Linked DNA regions of Rattus norvegicus: region 2 is linked to region 1. A link is a contact called in public Hi-C data. All regions are on one chromosome and are shown on one strand. The core of a region is the stretch at or near the end of the contact, and the rest is flanking DNA. Distances in the headings are between cores, read along the strand shown.

Region 1 (7,800 bases), core at 1,595-4,094:
CAGAGCTAAGCTGTCGATTATCCTTATCTTGTGTCCTTTCCTGGACAGTTTTTTGTCTGTAGATGAATCAGTGCAACTCTTGCCCAGTGGCTACCTTGCCACAACTGGAGCAACTCCATATGAAGATTGTGATGCTCAGTATCTCTTCGAACCATGGAGAAAGCGTAATCAGGAGCTGACACGTCTCTTAGTCAAAATTCTAATAATAATGAAATTATTACGAATGCCATATTCTGCAGACTTCTGATGTTTCTGAGGACTACATATAAAGTATATCTGAGCTGTTGAACCTTGACTACTTCTAGCTATTTCTACTTGAATAATATTGAAAACACTTTATTATAATTAAATCAGGATCGAACATAACCATGAATTTACTGTCTGGCCCTTAACGTGTTTTACTTAATCATCCTAAACAGTTTGTAATTGCAGCTGTTAGAAGGGTTGGGTCAAAGCCCTGTGTTCTTAAATGAGTTGCATAAGCACAATGCCTATCTAAGAGTAGCAACGCTAGTATCAAATGCATCAATATACAAAGATTTATATTAATGAAAACCTTAAACCTGTATCAATATGCAAATCTGTGCCAATGTAAGAAATTATAACTTCAATTTTGTATCAGTTATAAAGTTCTCTATCAACGTAAGAGTATATCTATACAATGCTTTGTAAAGAGTAAATTTAGTAATCCAACCAAATCTTCAACACTAACCCCTCAGTTCGCATTTACCTGCCACACCCTCAAGTCTTACATTTCCACGTGAAAAGTACAGGAAGGTGACAGAGCCTTCAAATTTCTGAGTAGCTGGGAGTTGCAGCCTTACACACACATTCACAGATTCCCATCTACCTGTACCATGATAAGCATCTTCTGGGAACTTCGGTTTCCTCACTACAGAGCAAGAATAACGAGAATTAACTATGAAGCTCTGCTCTTGCTTGCCTCACCACTGCAGAAAGGAACTATTATTAATACACAGCAGATTGATGCACAGCATGTGCGTTCCGAATGAATGAATGAATGAATGAATGAATGAATGGGCATGAGGGAGGGTTGGGAAGATTGACCCAAGTCCCCTAAACCAATGAGCAACTTCTTTGAAATTGTGCCTTTAGGAATTTGCTTTGAGGTGAGAGATGGGTAAAAAGAAAAACTCAGGAAGGTTGTATGAGAGACTGCCCTGTGGCTGACATCAAGTGCATCCAAGCAGCAGGATGGACAGACAAACTTCCCAACTCTCCGAACCTGACAGTCCAAAGCTGTGCAGTGGATACTTCCAGAGTGCTGGGTTCTTTGTCTTCCAGAAGGAAGGAGATGGAGTGCACAGCACAGCTGCTTTCTGGGAAGAAAGAACACTGGTATAGATCTTTGTATATTGATACAACATTGGAAATGACCATATGTTGTCACTGCCTTGGGAGTGAAAACGGAGTTAAGAAAGGATTCAGCTGGGGTTGGGGATTTAGCTCAGTGGTAGGGCGCTTGCCTAGGAAGCGCAAGGCCCTGGGTTCGGTCCCCAGCTCCGGAAAAAAAAAAAAAAAAAAAAAAGAAAGGATTCAGCTATGAAGTACCAGGTCAGAGTGACTCCCGGTTAAGACGAAGACCTTTTAGAAGTAGAAACAAATCTTGGGAAGTCTCTTGTCTCTGAGAGGTTGATAGGCTTTAGTATTAAAATAATGTAATTGAAGTTAGGCGGTGGTGGCACATACCTCCCACCACTCAGAAAATAGAGGCAGGCAGATCTCTGAGCTCGAGGCTAGCCTGGTCTACAGAATGAGTTTCAGGACAGCCAGGGGCCACACACAGAAACTCTGTCTAGAAACAACCAAATATCTAAGTATATACAATATAGTTATTTTTTTTCTTACTGTCTGTGGTAACAAACAATTGGAGTAATTATCTGGCAAGCTGTGTGTCCTCTAGATCAAAATCTATCCGTCTTACTGATGCTACGACCTCCTACTTTTTACCAACTGGAATTCCTTATATACATGTTAACAAAATACATTATAAATACTAAGTTACAATAATAGAAATAATTTGACTTGTACAATAAAATACAATTAACAGGGCCCAGGTGCCCAGTAATGAGTTTGAAGTAATGACTCATAAGTTTGAAAACTTCCCTGACTGGGTTTCTAATGCGATTACAAGTGGGTCGTAAAAGTGAATGTGAGAAACTAGTTTCCCAAGTCAAGATTGCCATTTACTGGAACCCGTGAGTTCAGAGGAAGGTAATAATCAACCGGGGAGAAATAACTACTGTTGACTCATTAATCCAAGAAATCCACTAATTACAGTGCCTCAGTTTCCCTATTTTATGAAGATGTCACCTGCCTGCTGCTCTGTTGTGTTTGGAAAGTCCAGGGAGATAATAGTCAGCGTGCTTTGAAAATAAGGGATACATTATAAATGCTAATAATAATAACAATAATAACAGGGAGTCTTTAATGACAGGGATCCTTTAATAATACTCATCAAGTATAATAGCATTACTAACCAGTAGAAACAAGACAGAGTGCGTCTGCCTTCTTAATCATTAGTTTGTCTCATGGGAAATTGGTGGGGGATTGACGCCTTACCTCGACTCCCCCCCACAGGCTTGCCCATCTGGTGACTCCTGCTGTCCAACTAGCACTTGCTTCCTTTCTCTTTAAGAAGGCCAGCGGCGTAACAGAGAGGAGGGGACAGAGATATCCCTAAGCCCAAAGAACATGGTTATAAAGTTCTAGTCCAGAGCTGGTTGGAGAAAGAAAGAAATGTAGGCTTCGGACTGAAGAGAGTAAAGGACTTAGAGGACGAAGGACCAATGTGACCACCGGATCCTGCCACGAGGTGGCGACAATCCAGCTGAAAAGACTCGCTCGGGTGTCATAGATGGTTCGCAACCAAAGAAGGAACTTCCACAGACACAAAGGGGTCTTCGGAAGGAGAACAGGCATTTGTCTGCTTCGCCAGCAGCACATTGGGACTGGACGTAACAAAGGCGGCCTCGAGAAGGAGCGAGAATTTCCCTTCTCATTCCTTGGGCTTCCACTTCGCAGGGCTGCAGCCCTTGAGAATTTTGTGAGAAATCACCCGAAAAAGGTTTGACCCTCCTGCCACCCGAAGGCCAGCCAGAAGCTTTCCCGCAGCGACATTCCCAGGATTCCAGCCCCTGAGAGGACGATTTTGAGTCCAGCCACATGCTTTGGGCTAGGTTCCGGCTGCAACTGCAGGTCCGACCCAGCCCAGCAAGGCAATCCGGTCAGCTCACTGGGGGCCCGGTCCTTGGAACCCCTTAGAACCCGACCTTGGAGCGACTGCACCCTGGCTCTGGGAAGTGTAGCAGCCGTAGGGCGTACCCGTAGCTCGCACCCGGTGCCTGGGAAAATATCCGGAGCTGGGCGAGCCGCGGGGCCGAGGTTGGGGGTGGGGGGTGTTGCGCTCCTTGTTTTCTTTTGTGTGAATGTGAGAACAAACCACACCCTCGTTTGTGCTAGGCGGGAAGTAGTTGGCTTTGAAACTCCACTATTAGGAAATTTCAAATAGGGCTGTTAGGAAACTCCAGTGCAATTCTTAGGACCGTCCTTGGCTGCAGAGCCTGCCTGCTGACGCCGTGCCTAGCCTGCCAAGGTGCTTTAACCTTTGGCCTGCCAGCCACGGGCGAATCCATGGCCCTCCAGCTGGAACCATGGTCTGCACTAGGAAACACGGGCAGGCTACTCAGGGGTGGTCCCATAGGACTGCCTTATTTAAGGCCCAGAGCATCAGCACCTGCATTTTGTAGACGAGGGAAACAAGCCTTTGATACCGAGTAGTTTGCCCAAGGCTCTCAACTCTTAGTGGGGGTGGGATTTTACACTGGACCTGCATTTCTCCGAAGCCCTAGGCTATAGGTATGCCTCCTGCTACAGCCCTGCCAAGAGGCAACTGGGAGAAGTATAAATAGAGCCAGAAATGAGCTTAAATTCTGGCAGGACAACCAAGCTTATTTTGTATTCTTCTTGCCTTTGAATACAGACTGGAGAACCGCTAGTGTAGCGCGCCCCTTTCCCATCTCCTGATATCAACAAATGTCTATCGTTTGTGTTTTATACCAGGAAACTTTCTAAGCACAGAGACATCCCAGCCAAGACAGACCATATTAATGTGTGGCTGCACGAGTGCTTGACGAGCTAATGATTAAGCTATCGACTCTCAGCCCTAACCGTTGTCAGCTGCTGCAGCTGGGCCTCTGCTACAGAGCCCTGAAAAGCTCTGCCAATCGGGGCACTAGAGGGAGACTCCAGGCAGCAGGAGGATGGGCAGCGTTCTCCTTGCTTTAGGCAATCCCAGAAGGTTCCCCCTGCAGCAGGCAGCAGGCCCCTTGATTCCAGTCAGATTTCTCCAATACTCCCAGCCAATCTTTGTGCTGGGTGAACTGTGTCAGAATCGGAGCAGGGCAACACCCACTTCTCTGCAGCCTGAGCCCAGGCACCGGGGGTTCCCCAGTCCCGGCATGTTAACTGTTCTCTTTAGTCTTCTGAACCCAACGAAACAGAGAGACCTTTAGTTTGTAATGAGTGGGTGGGTGGGTGGGGAGGTGGCAGGGTGGAGAGGTAGGGGGTCACTCCACTCTGTATCTCTTCAATCTCACAGACAGGCACCTGCAGACCTGACACAAATGTCTGCCTGCCCCTCCTCCTCCCCACTGCCCTGCCCCCTATTGAAAAACTAGTTTGCTTTCTAGTTTTTGTTTGTTTTCACCACAGACTTTGATTGAAGCTTCCAAGAATCTTTGTTTTTGTTTTGTTTTGCTACAAAATTTCTTCTGTCAGAGTTGTTGGGATGTTAGGAGACAATATAAAAAAAAAAATGCTCTGGAAGCTACTTCAAAATCTACACCTATAACACAATTCCTGGAAATTCCTACCAGAAGGGTGTAAAATGAGAGTGATGAGAGTGGGCCAAGTATTTTGAAGATGGCTCACATAGGTGTCAGCCAGGGTAACCTCAGAGCAGGGTGGAGCCCGTGAATCAGCATGGGGAAAGCAGCCATACCAGTGGCTGTGAGAGCCAAAGTTAAGCCTAAGAGATCCACGAAACAGAAACGCACCTACCCTGTAAGCCCCTTGCCCGAGGACAGACACTTCCTGAGATGCTGGAGGCTGCTGTATGGGCCATAACAAACTCCCACAAGTCTGTTTGACTCAACTGCAACGGATGTGGTGATCACGTGTAGGCTGAAGGTATGTGGCAGGAAGTAAGGTCAGGGGGTGGCAATGGCTTATTCTCGACCAATGGGGTTAACATGAGCCATCATGAGATCACATTGTGTGTTTGAAGAACGCACTGTGTTCTTTAAGCATCTGAGGGACGAATATTGTACGAAGAAAGCACCAGAACCCAAGGAGTAAGCAATTCATCTTATTGGTGTTCAGGGCAGGTTCGAGTTTTCCATATTCCACTGAGCAGCTGTAGGAAGAAAAAAAATAACAATGTATCCCCGTATCAGCTACTTCTCTGCTGCCCTGACAGAGTCATTGTAAGAATAGTAATCAGGAGCCTTTTCTGTCAAACACCTAAAACCTGAGCTGAGGACAAGCAAGATTTTTTTGTTTTTTTAAATCTCCCCCACCCTGTAAGACTTTTATGCAAATGACTTAATCCTCTCTACCTATTAAAACCTTTGTTTACACAAAGGCCCTCTGCTCTATTTTAGGAATTTGATGGCCTGGAGCAGTGGCCCTCCTTCCAGCAGGAGGACTTGCCTCTCTCCTTCATTTCTCATGCATCAGTTGTCTTCAGACTAGCCAATTAAATAAGGTTCTCTCCATCCCCAGCCAATGCAGAAAAGACAGAGCCACGACCAGAGTTAGAATAAAAACCAGTAGCACTTCCTGTCTCAGCGCGTTCTTCCCTCCAAGCATACCTTAAGAATCAAGTTTGCCTGGGTTCGGTCCTCAGCTCCGGGTGGGGGGGGGGGGGGGAAGAAAAGAAAAAAAAAGAAGAATCAAGTTTGCCAAACTGGGTGGTGGACACACGTGCCCTTTAATCCCAGCACTCCGGCCTGGTCTACAGAGCAAGTTCCAGGACAACCTGGGATACACAAGAAACCACGTCTTGAAAAAAGGAGGGGGGAGGGGGGAACTCAAGATGTTTGTATCTTAAATCCATTCATTCATCCGGTAATGACGATGGACATGGAAGCTTTGTTATAGCAGGCAGGTGTTCTATTACCAGCTTCTGTCTCCCAATCACATGTATTTTTGTTTTAAATAAAAGATTTGGTTTTGTTTAAAGTCATGCGATTGTGTCATCTGGGTCTGTGAATGGGTGTGTGCAGGAGTGAAGTGCTGGCGGACGCCTGTGGCTTCGGATCCCACAGAGCTTGCTGTGGGCCCCCTAAGGTAGGCGCTGGGAATGAAACTCAGGTCCACTACACAGCAGCCGCTCCCGAGGGCGGAGTGTCTGTCTCTCTATACTAAGACGTATTTTATTTTAACTTAAAAAACAAACCAGTTAGCTCCTTTCTTACTAAAATTATGCATATTTACTGTGAAACAAATGAGTGAAATGGCCCAAATGTCCCCTGAAAGGAGAGAGCTTCTTCGCCCCTTCGGTTTGGCAGCATACAGCTCACATAGATTCTTCCTTCCGGATACGCCAGGGTCCCCTTGGGAGCAATCTGGGCACTGTCCCTGCCTAGCCAGAGATCAGTGGCCGAATTCCAGGCACGATGAGGATGCTTTCCCTTTGAGTTTCGGAAATTTGAGTTAGAGAAAAAGACCAGTGGCTGCTGGTGAGGCTGGAAGGTGTGGAACATGGCAGCCGAGCGCACTAAGACCCACAGGGCGTCCACGTCTCTGAGGCGAGTCTGGGTGGGGCGTGCCTCCGCCATGTTTTCTCTGTGTGCACGCAGAGCCTCTGGATTGACTTGGTGTGTGTGTTCTACAGTATTTGATGATGTTCATAGAACGGATGAACATGGGCTCCTTCCTGCTACGATTGGCAGTTAGGATGCTGGGTCCCAGCACAGTCTGAACACTTTGACGAACATTGTATATTTCTCTTCCTTTCTCTCTCACTGGTTCCTCCAAACAGCCTCACTGGTGGCGACAGCATTTATCAAATAAGGACCATCTTAACATTAGAGAAGTAAAATTTAGAACCAGAGACACTGCCTGGCGTCCCCACTCTCAGCCTAGGGCTCTTTGCTGCAGAGCAGCTTGACCCAGCGTGCAACTGAGGAAGAGCCTAACTTCCCCTCAGCCTGTCTCCAGCCCAGAGTTTGCTTCTCGCCTCACTAGAAGAATTCATGTAGGAATCACTGAAAGGAATGTATCAGGCAAGGGAAGTGGTTCATTGAAACTATTCATATGTAGAAGTCAGGCTGTGTCTGAGGAATCATGATGAATCTCCCGTGGCCTGAGTCATATCGATGAAGCAGGAACATATACAAAGCTCCCAACCCAGCAGCTCTCAACCTGTGGGCTTGTTTAATAAAAAGAGGAAAAATTGGAGAGAGGGGATGGTGGAGCAGGAATAGGGTCATCGCGATCTTCAGCTATTTCCTGCTGATGTTGAGGTGACATATCTCTGGGAAACCTAAGACAATGGGTTATGGGGATGTTGGTCCAGGAAGATTGGATGTTTCCTTGCTGTCCGGGGCCTGTGGCGCCATCTGTGGATAGATCAGAAGGAGCAGGTCCAGTAGTAGAAGCATCTGTGTCTGTGAGAGTAGATTGGAGCATCTATGGGTTGTTCCTCTGGAGCTGTCCTGTATGTAGCAAATGCCTGAAAAACACACACACACACACACACACACACACACACAC
Region 2 (7,800 bases), core at 3,909-6,408, 250 kb before region 1:
GCCATCTGTCTGGCTCCTGTGCTCTTCTCACAGGCAGTAAGTATTTAACTGAGGCTGGAGATGGCTGAGCTGCTAAGAGTACTTGTTGTTCACGCAGTGGACCCAAACCCAATTCCCAGCACCCACCCAGCAGTCACAGCATCTGTAACCCCAATTCCTTCCTTTGGCCTCCTCAGGACCAGACACACAAGTGATGTACAGACATATATGCAGGCACATCACCTCGACTACATGTGTATATGAAAGAAACGTCAGTGCCTCTTCCCCATCTGCTTCCCTTCTTCCAATAAAGCAGCTGTCTTAGCTGACATCAGCTCCACTTGGTTGTCTATAGTTAACCATAGCCACAAAAACACAGAACGAAACCCCCAAATCACCACTATCACCTAACAAGGCAGTCATGACTGTATAAATCTTCAAAGGCTAGGGCAGAAGGATAATCAGTTTATGACCAGCTAAGGTTTTATAGGTCAAACTGCTAACTAGGGCACTATCTAAATACAAACTGTTTGTATTAAATATTATGAAGTACACTTGTTGCCAGTAGTATTTTAGAAGCCTGTAGAAAAAATACAATGCAATGGGGCACAAAAGAAAATCAGTATTAACTGGAGACAGTTCAGTATAAGGTAAAAATACAAGTTCTAGAAAGACTGGCCTATTGTTTAGAATTTGGTATTAGTCCGGCTCAATCATACGGAAGATATATGGTAAAGGCCTCTCTACTTTTTTGAACTGTTTAAAATATTTCAACAGTGTCTCCCTGACTTTGGAACTCACTGGTTGGCCAGAAAGCTCCTGGGGTCTGTCTCTGCCTCTCCAAACCTGGGATTACAGACCTAGGCTGCTAGGCCTATTGATTTCCATGGATATTGAAGCTGTAAATTAGGTCTCCATGCTTACACAGGTAAGTATTTTACCAACTGAGGCATCTCCTGGCCTCAGTTTCTCATTCTTAACTTGAACTCCATTTACTAATTTTCCATTTGTCTATAAATTAGAAATAACTAAATGGACTCAGTAGGTGAAAGTGCTTACTGGTGGGCAATCTGAATTTTTTAATGCCCAGAGTCTACGGCGGAAGAACTATGGAAAGATGTCCTGACCTCTTACACACACACCTATCAAAGTTTTTAAAATGGAGAGGTGTCAGGGCTGGAGAGATGGCTCAGCAGTTAAGAGCGCTGGCGACTCTCCCAGAGGTCCTGATTCAATTCACAGTGGCCACATGGTGGCTCATAATCATCTATAATGAGATCCAGTGTCGCCCTCTAGTATGAAGGCACACATATGCAAGCAGAACACTGTACATAAATAAATCTATAAAAAACTTGAGAGGTGTCATGGTTAGATGTCTATCTTAGTAACTATTATTTAGCTGGTAATAGTCATTGCCTGGTAAAGACGACATCTCAATATTAACTATTTTCTTAATTGAGATAGACGCTGAAAACAAGAAAATGAATACAAAATTTATTTCAAATCCCAGGTAAAAGATTTTTTTAAAAAATTATCCCATCTAATATCTGGAAAAATTCTATGAGGCAGAAATAATGATTATGAAATACATTTCATGATAGTCTAGAGAGCAGAAATTACAGAATTAAACTCATAGATGACAAGGGCCGACAGACTACAGGTACAACCACCACCACCCACGGCCTCCTTTAACTTGTAAGGCTGTGAAACAGCCAACAAGGCATGGCATTAGGTAAAGCTGTGAAAAGGCCAAGGACGTTGCCAGTTTAACAGTACAAACAGAACAAAGAAAAACTGTCACTGTGCACATCACAGCAACTGCTTCACTGGTGGTCACAAAGGAAGTAAGGTTCTTCTTTCAACTATCAAACACAAGGGAAGGTAGAATTAAAATGCTGCAGACACACAGACTTATTAACTCAGCCAAACTAAGGAATAGATAGAGAAATAAGATGAAGACAGGATCCATCAGATAATGTAGTTGCTCGAGAAAGCAAGGAGAGAAGTCCCAAGATAAAGAGTAGCCACTCTATCTTTTCCAAGAGTAATAGAAGGATAAAAGCAGCACACAGTGTTCAAGAACAACCCATTGGAACTGAAGAGGGCTCAGAGGTCAAACACACAGGCTATTCTTCGAGGACCTAGGTTCAATTTTCAGCACCTGTATAGCAGCTCATAAATGCCATAACTCTGGTCCCAGGGGACCTCATGTCCTGTACTGGCCTCTGAGGTCACCAGGCAAGCCAGTAGTGCAAAGATATACATGCAGGCAAAACACCCATACACATTTAAAATAAAGTCCACAACAGTCCATGAAAATAACTAAGAACGATCATTTGGAGTGGCCCAGAGAGAGAGAGTAAAGCTATGTGCTGGAGAAGGAACTATATTTCTAGTACATATCAGGCATTACAGAGTATTGTAGAACATATGTTCATATTCTTAATAAGGTGAAAACAAGTGTATTTTCAACTTCTACTCTGAATGTGCACATAAACCACTGAACAACTTGAACAGTTTGCACATATCACCAACAGAGACATCCTTAACCGTGATAAAGCAAACACAGAACTTAATCCATGACAGTGTTTCAGTGAAAAGCAAGTTGTAATGTTCTCACTATGCTAAAGCCAGGATCTACAGCTGTCAACCAAGAAGCTGATCACCACAGAACTCAATGGACAACATCTAATAGGAACCCAGAAATGACTGGGAAAGCTCTGAAGGACCAGATCCATCCACTTTACTCAAAACCTCCCAGTTGGAGCCATCTATTTTTATGCACAAGTACTTCAATTAAGACAATAAATTTGTAAGTCTATATACCTACTAGTACACGTAAATTTTCTAAAGATTACAAAATAAGGGCACAGGAGTTAACTGTAGGTATAGTTCTTGCAGAGGACCCAAGTTTATCCCTAGCATCTGAGCTGTCACTCACAATCACCTGTATTTGTAGAAGGGTCAGATGCCTCTAGTCTCTGGGCACCTGTATACAGACATGGAGACATTTGTTCAGACTTACACTTGGAAATTACTAAACAAAATAATCTTTTATATTCCCATATACATAAATTGCCACAGTACTCAAAGTACAAGACAGAGCATGCAAAACTTACAAACTATGATTATAAAATATGATGCTGTATTTGTAGTGGAAATGATTTATATAAAAGAAGCTATACACAGGCATATGCTATCACAGAAGAGCTGCAAGGGCAATTAGGAGTTAAAGCTAGTATCAGCTGCATAGGGAGTTAAGAGCTAGCCTGAGGTAAAGGAGCCCTACCTCAAAGCTCCGGAGAGATGGCTCAGCTAAGTTAAGAATATGTGTTGGTCCTGCAGACTATGGGTTCAATTCTCAGAAGCTACATGATGGTTCCCAACCACCTGTGACTCCAGTTCCCGTGCATATCTTTTGCTCTCTGTGGGCACAAAACATGATGCACATACATACATCTAAGCAAAACACACACACACAGACACACAGACACACACACACACACACAAATCATAATTAAATCAATTTTAAAAATTAAACAAAAATCCCAACCCTGTTTTGGGGTTTGGGATTTAGCTCAGTGGTAGAGCGCTTGCCTAGCAAGCGCAAGGCCCTGGGTTTGGTCCCCAGCTCTGAAAAAAAGAAAAGAAAAAAAAAAAAAGAAGAAGAAGAAGAAGAAATAAACAGTTTAGAATTCTGGGTGAGTGTTCATTTGAATGGACAGCAGTGGAACTTTACAGGTGAAAAACAAACCAATGTAAGAGGAAAGACTAGATGCTCAAAGACAAGAAGAGGCATAAAAACATGACTAGAGGTCAAGGAACAGAGCCTTACCCTCAGAAGCCGTTTTCATGGGGACTCCATAAGCAAAGCCTTCAGGAACTTAAAGGCACTAGTGCAAGGGACTGGTTGAATATTCAAAACCAACAGAGGCAAGAGTACAGAAATATGGGTATGCGACTCTATAGTCTCTGTCAGATGGGATACAGAAATCAAGACAGATAAATTCAATTTTGTACTTATATGGGCAAAAATATGAAATAATGTATTTTAATCTCCTACTTACAAGTTTTATCAAAGTAAATGGAACATCATGTTACATAACAGCAGATGGCGCCAAAATGTCATTTAAAATACTGCTTTTGGGTTACTATAAATGAATACAATGAACTGAAACCGAAGGTGGGACCCAGGACTTATCATAGTAAAATTGAAGAATATAAGTTAGAATAATAAAATATTAAAGTTTCATGTGGTACTGTTATTTTCAGAGAGGGCTATGTTAGATGACTGTCTCCTAAGTGCTGGGATTCTCTTTTGCTTGCTGTCATGCTGTCAATTTTTCTAGCTGTCCACCAACGGTACAGAATCTCTCTTTTCTAATAAGTCAATAAAAATAAAACATTCATGTCTATTTATAAAGTAAACAGACACTTAATGGGAGACTTTGTGTTGTCCCCCCCAATGATAAAGTCTATAGGGTTCTTAGTGTTATGGGATTTCTATTTTCTGGGTAGGCAAGAGGCTTAAGGCTTAGAACTCAAGGCACTTTGAAGGCAGGCCTGGCAAACTCAGATCGTCTCAGTTTGACCCCTACATTTATGTTTGTATGCACATACATGCACACAAACCCACACACTAGCCCCCACACTCGCACACACATACCGACACTCATTTAAAAACTTTTACCACTGCTCCAATTGGTTAGCTCTTGCCAGAAACCACACAACCAGGATATTAAAAATTGATTTTTTTTCACACTGATGCTAGCAAACATAAATGTCAATTATGAATACAAGACTTTAATCCTTATCCTTAATTAAAAATTTTACTCTGGAATCCAGCCAACACTAATCAAAACTTTAGCCTGGGGTCAGCAAGACAGCTCAGTGGATAAAAAACTGCACAAGCACAAGCCTAGAGATCTCCCGATCCCTGGAATCCGGGGGTGGGGGTGTAAAGGAGGCAGGAGAGGCAGATCCAGCAGTTGTCCTCTGACCTCCCCTGGCACCATGGCCCCACCGCACACAGTAAAGCACAGACACACCAGAGCACAGAGACACTTGACTGGCCGCCGGTACAGTCTCCGAAGCCAGGCTCAGCCGGGCTCAGGCAGATGTTTATTCTTTAGAAGGGAGGAGGTGAGGGCGTGAGACAGCAGAGTCAAACCAGGGAGGCTGGACCGCGCCATGCTGTGGGTATTCATCCGGCTCCCTGAGGGAGGACACCATGCTGACAAGGGCAAACGTGACTGGGGAAGAGCAGAGAGAAGACTGGCTTTAAACACCGGCTCAGATTTAACTCACACCCAACAGTACCTGACTTCTGAAAAAGCTCCACTGCTGAAGACACAAAGCACAGAGAAACGTGAACCCACGGTTTATAGGAGTCAAGCAGTGATGTGAACCCACGGTTTTACAGGAATCAAGCAACTTGGAGAAATGTGGAGAACTAAGAGAAGAGTGAAGATCAAAGCCTCATCTACAGGGCAGAAGAGTAACAATTCAAGTCCAAATCTCAAAACATGCACAATGTGTAACTCTTTTTTTGGATCCTCCCCACCACTAATTATCATAGCAGCAGACATATTACTGCTAATTAACAACTAGGACAAATTTAAAACAATTGTTACAAGATTTCAAATTAACATTAGTTTCAAATATAAGAGTTTTTGCTGCATTCGAGTCTGTGTCAATGTAGGAAATAAAACCGAAACTAAGCTCTTGTTAAGTGAGTGCAGTAAGAAGGAGAACTGTCCAACTACAGAGCAGGCGATAATGGCCAAACCAGCAGAGGCCTCCTGTAACCCAGGAAGGTCAGTCAGCAGTCAGAGTCCTAGGCAGGAGAAGAGCAAGGTCCCAAGGCACGCCTGGGCTATGACACAGTGAAACCTCATCTTTAAAACAAGATAAAATAAAAGCAACTCCCCCTGATAAGCTAATTATTAAATAAAAATCCTACTTAAGCCTTTTTTTTGGAGGGGGGCCTGAAATAATCAGTTGCTGGTTTTATAGAAGATATTCCAATTTAAGGCTGACAGGTAACACAGCAAATAAAATCTATTTTAATTTGTAGTTAAATAGCGCATTTACATGGGTCTGAAACAACTCTTCAGTGTACTACACACTCAGATCATGAAGGCATGAGGTTAGTGGGATGTCCTAAATACATTTTATAAGTGGCTTCTAATGCAGGAAGCATAAGAAAAGGATTTTATTTAAAGTTCCAGTATTTTTATTAAACCAAACTGATGTTATAGTACAAAATTTTTTAAAAGTATAGACTAACTTTTAAGAAAAATAGCATCCTCTATACAAACGTAAATCTAAAACAAGACTCATGGTTTTGTTTGCTATTTAAACAAATAATTAACAAAAAAATAAATAAAAGAAGCACGACTCTGAGATTTAATTCTGCTTTTCAGATCCTAGTACGAATCCTCATGTTGTTTTATTAATCTCTACTTGGTATCTGAAACCAGAACATACTTTCTGCCTGCTTTTGCAAAGCGTTTTTTTTTTAAAGTAAAGTGACATGTGATGAGACATCTCAGTGAATAAAAACAGCTATGTCCTTTATACCTAGTTATACTCCAACTTTCCTAAGCTGTAAATGAACACAGGAGTATAGTCTTCACTGTACATATGAACCATCATACTATGAATAAGGAATCTGAAAACAAAACACGCAGGAGCGTGGCACAAGCCGCTGTGGTTCCATCCGTGACAGACGTCAAGCAGCAGCGGTGACGAGCATTTGGAAGGCCTGCGTGCCACTGAATGGACCAGGTTCCCTGACCTCTAGGACATAGTCTTAAGAGAGAATGCCCTTCCTCATCGTTTCCTGCTGGACAGAAAGCCGGAGCACGTGCAGATAATTTTCGACATAAATGCGTGTTTAAGAGCGTGGAGTGGATTAATAAAACAGGAACCTAGGTCTCCTATGTCACAATGGAGCTTTCATACCAACTGCAGGGGCTGAGCTATCTGTAAGTCTTCTGACCTGTCCCCTGTCCTTCTGTGTATGTGTATATGATACATGCCTGTATGTGTACATACAGAGGCCAAGGGGTCAACGCTGGGTGCCCTACTCTACTGACCTCCATCTTTGTTCTCGGAGTTTCCCCGTGTGCATGTGTCTGGGAGGTGCCTGTGGAGGTAGCAGGGAGGACACTGGCCTCTCTGGAGCTGGAGCTGTGAGCTGTCTGCTGAGAACCAAACAGCAGCAAGCTCTTAACTGCTGAGCTCGCTCGCTCTGCAGTGCCATCTCTCCCAGAATCTGGAGGTCATCAACAGACTGGCTGGCCAGCAAGCCTCAGGGACTCCCCCATCTCTGTCCCTCCTCCAGGGGCCATGCCAGGCTTTCTATGTGGACACTGGTCCTCAGGCTCTACTCTTCCAAGTCCCTGAATCTTCTCAAAACGTGATATTGGGAGGGGAAGGGTGTGTTGTCCGATTGGACAATCTAATTTAAAAAGTTTTAAATTATGTGTACATGTGTAAGTGTGGGGGGGGCCATGTGCATGTAAGTGTATGTTTTTTGCAGAGTTCAAAAATCGTATTTCTCAGGGCTGAAGTTACAGGCACATTATTATGTGGCTGCTGGGAGTTAAACTCATGTTTTCTACAAAAGCAGTAAACCGATGAGCCACTTCAGCCCCAAATGAATCTAATCAATAATCACACAGAGTCAAAGAATTCACTAAGTTCATATAAAACCTTCAACAAACCTAAGTCACTGGTGAGAACGGCATGACTATTACAACCAACACAAACTGTTCAAAACAGATTTTACTTAAGTAGAAGCTGGACTTACCTATA

Evidence for each region. Hi-C and Micro-C count contacts between places; a contact is called where the count stands out from the background.
Region 2: a Hi-C map of liver shows a contact between it and region 1, with 5 times the contacts expected there. The contact joins two enhancer-like sites. A contact is called at or near these places in 6 of 12 Hi-C or Micro-C datasets (Schwann cells, frontal cortex, hepatocytes and 3 more).

What each region holds. Positions count from the first base shown.
Region 1 is chr6:12,026,620-12,034,419 of GRCr8, reverse strand. No RefSeq gene overlaps it. Among named protein-coding and RNA genes, the nearest start is that of Foxn2, 210 kb to the right of the region's middle. Within about 2 kb of position 2,844, at least 53 of the 93 cell types and tissues checked have an H3K27ac peak or open chromatin away from gene starts, as enhancers often do. A contact at or near this core is called in Schwann cells, hepatocytes and liver, where this site is marked.
Region 2 is chr6:12,275,384-12,283,183 of GRCr8, reverse strand. It overlaps a transcript of Fbxo11 not described here. Among named protein-coding and RNA genes, the nearest start is that of Fbxo11, 13 kb to the left of the region's middle. Within about 2 kb of position 5,158, at least 38 of the 93 cell types and tissues checked have an H3K27ac peak or open chromatin away from gene starts, as enhancers often do. A contact at or near this core is called in Schwann cells, hepatocytes and liver, where this site is marked.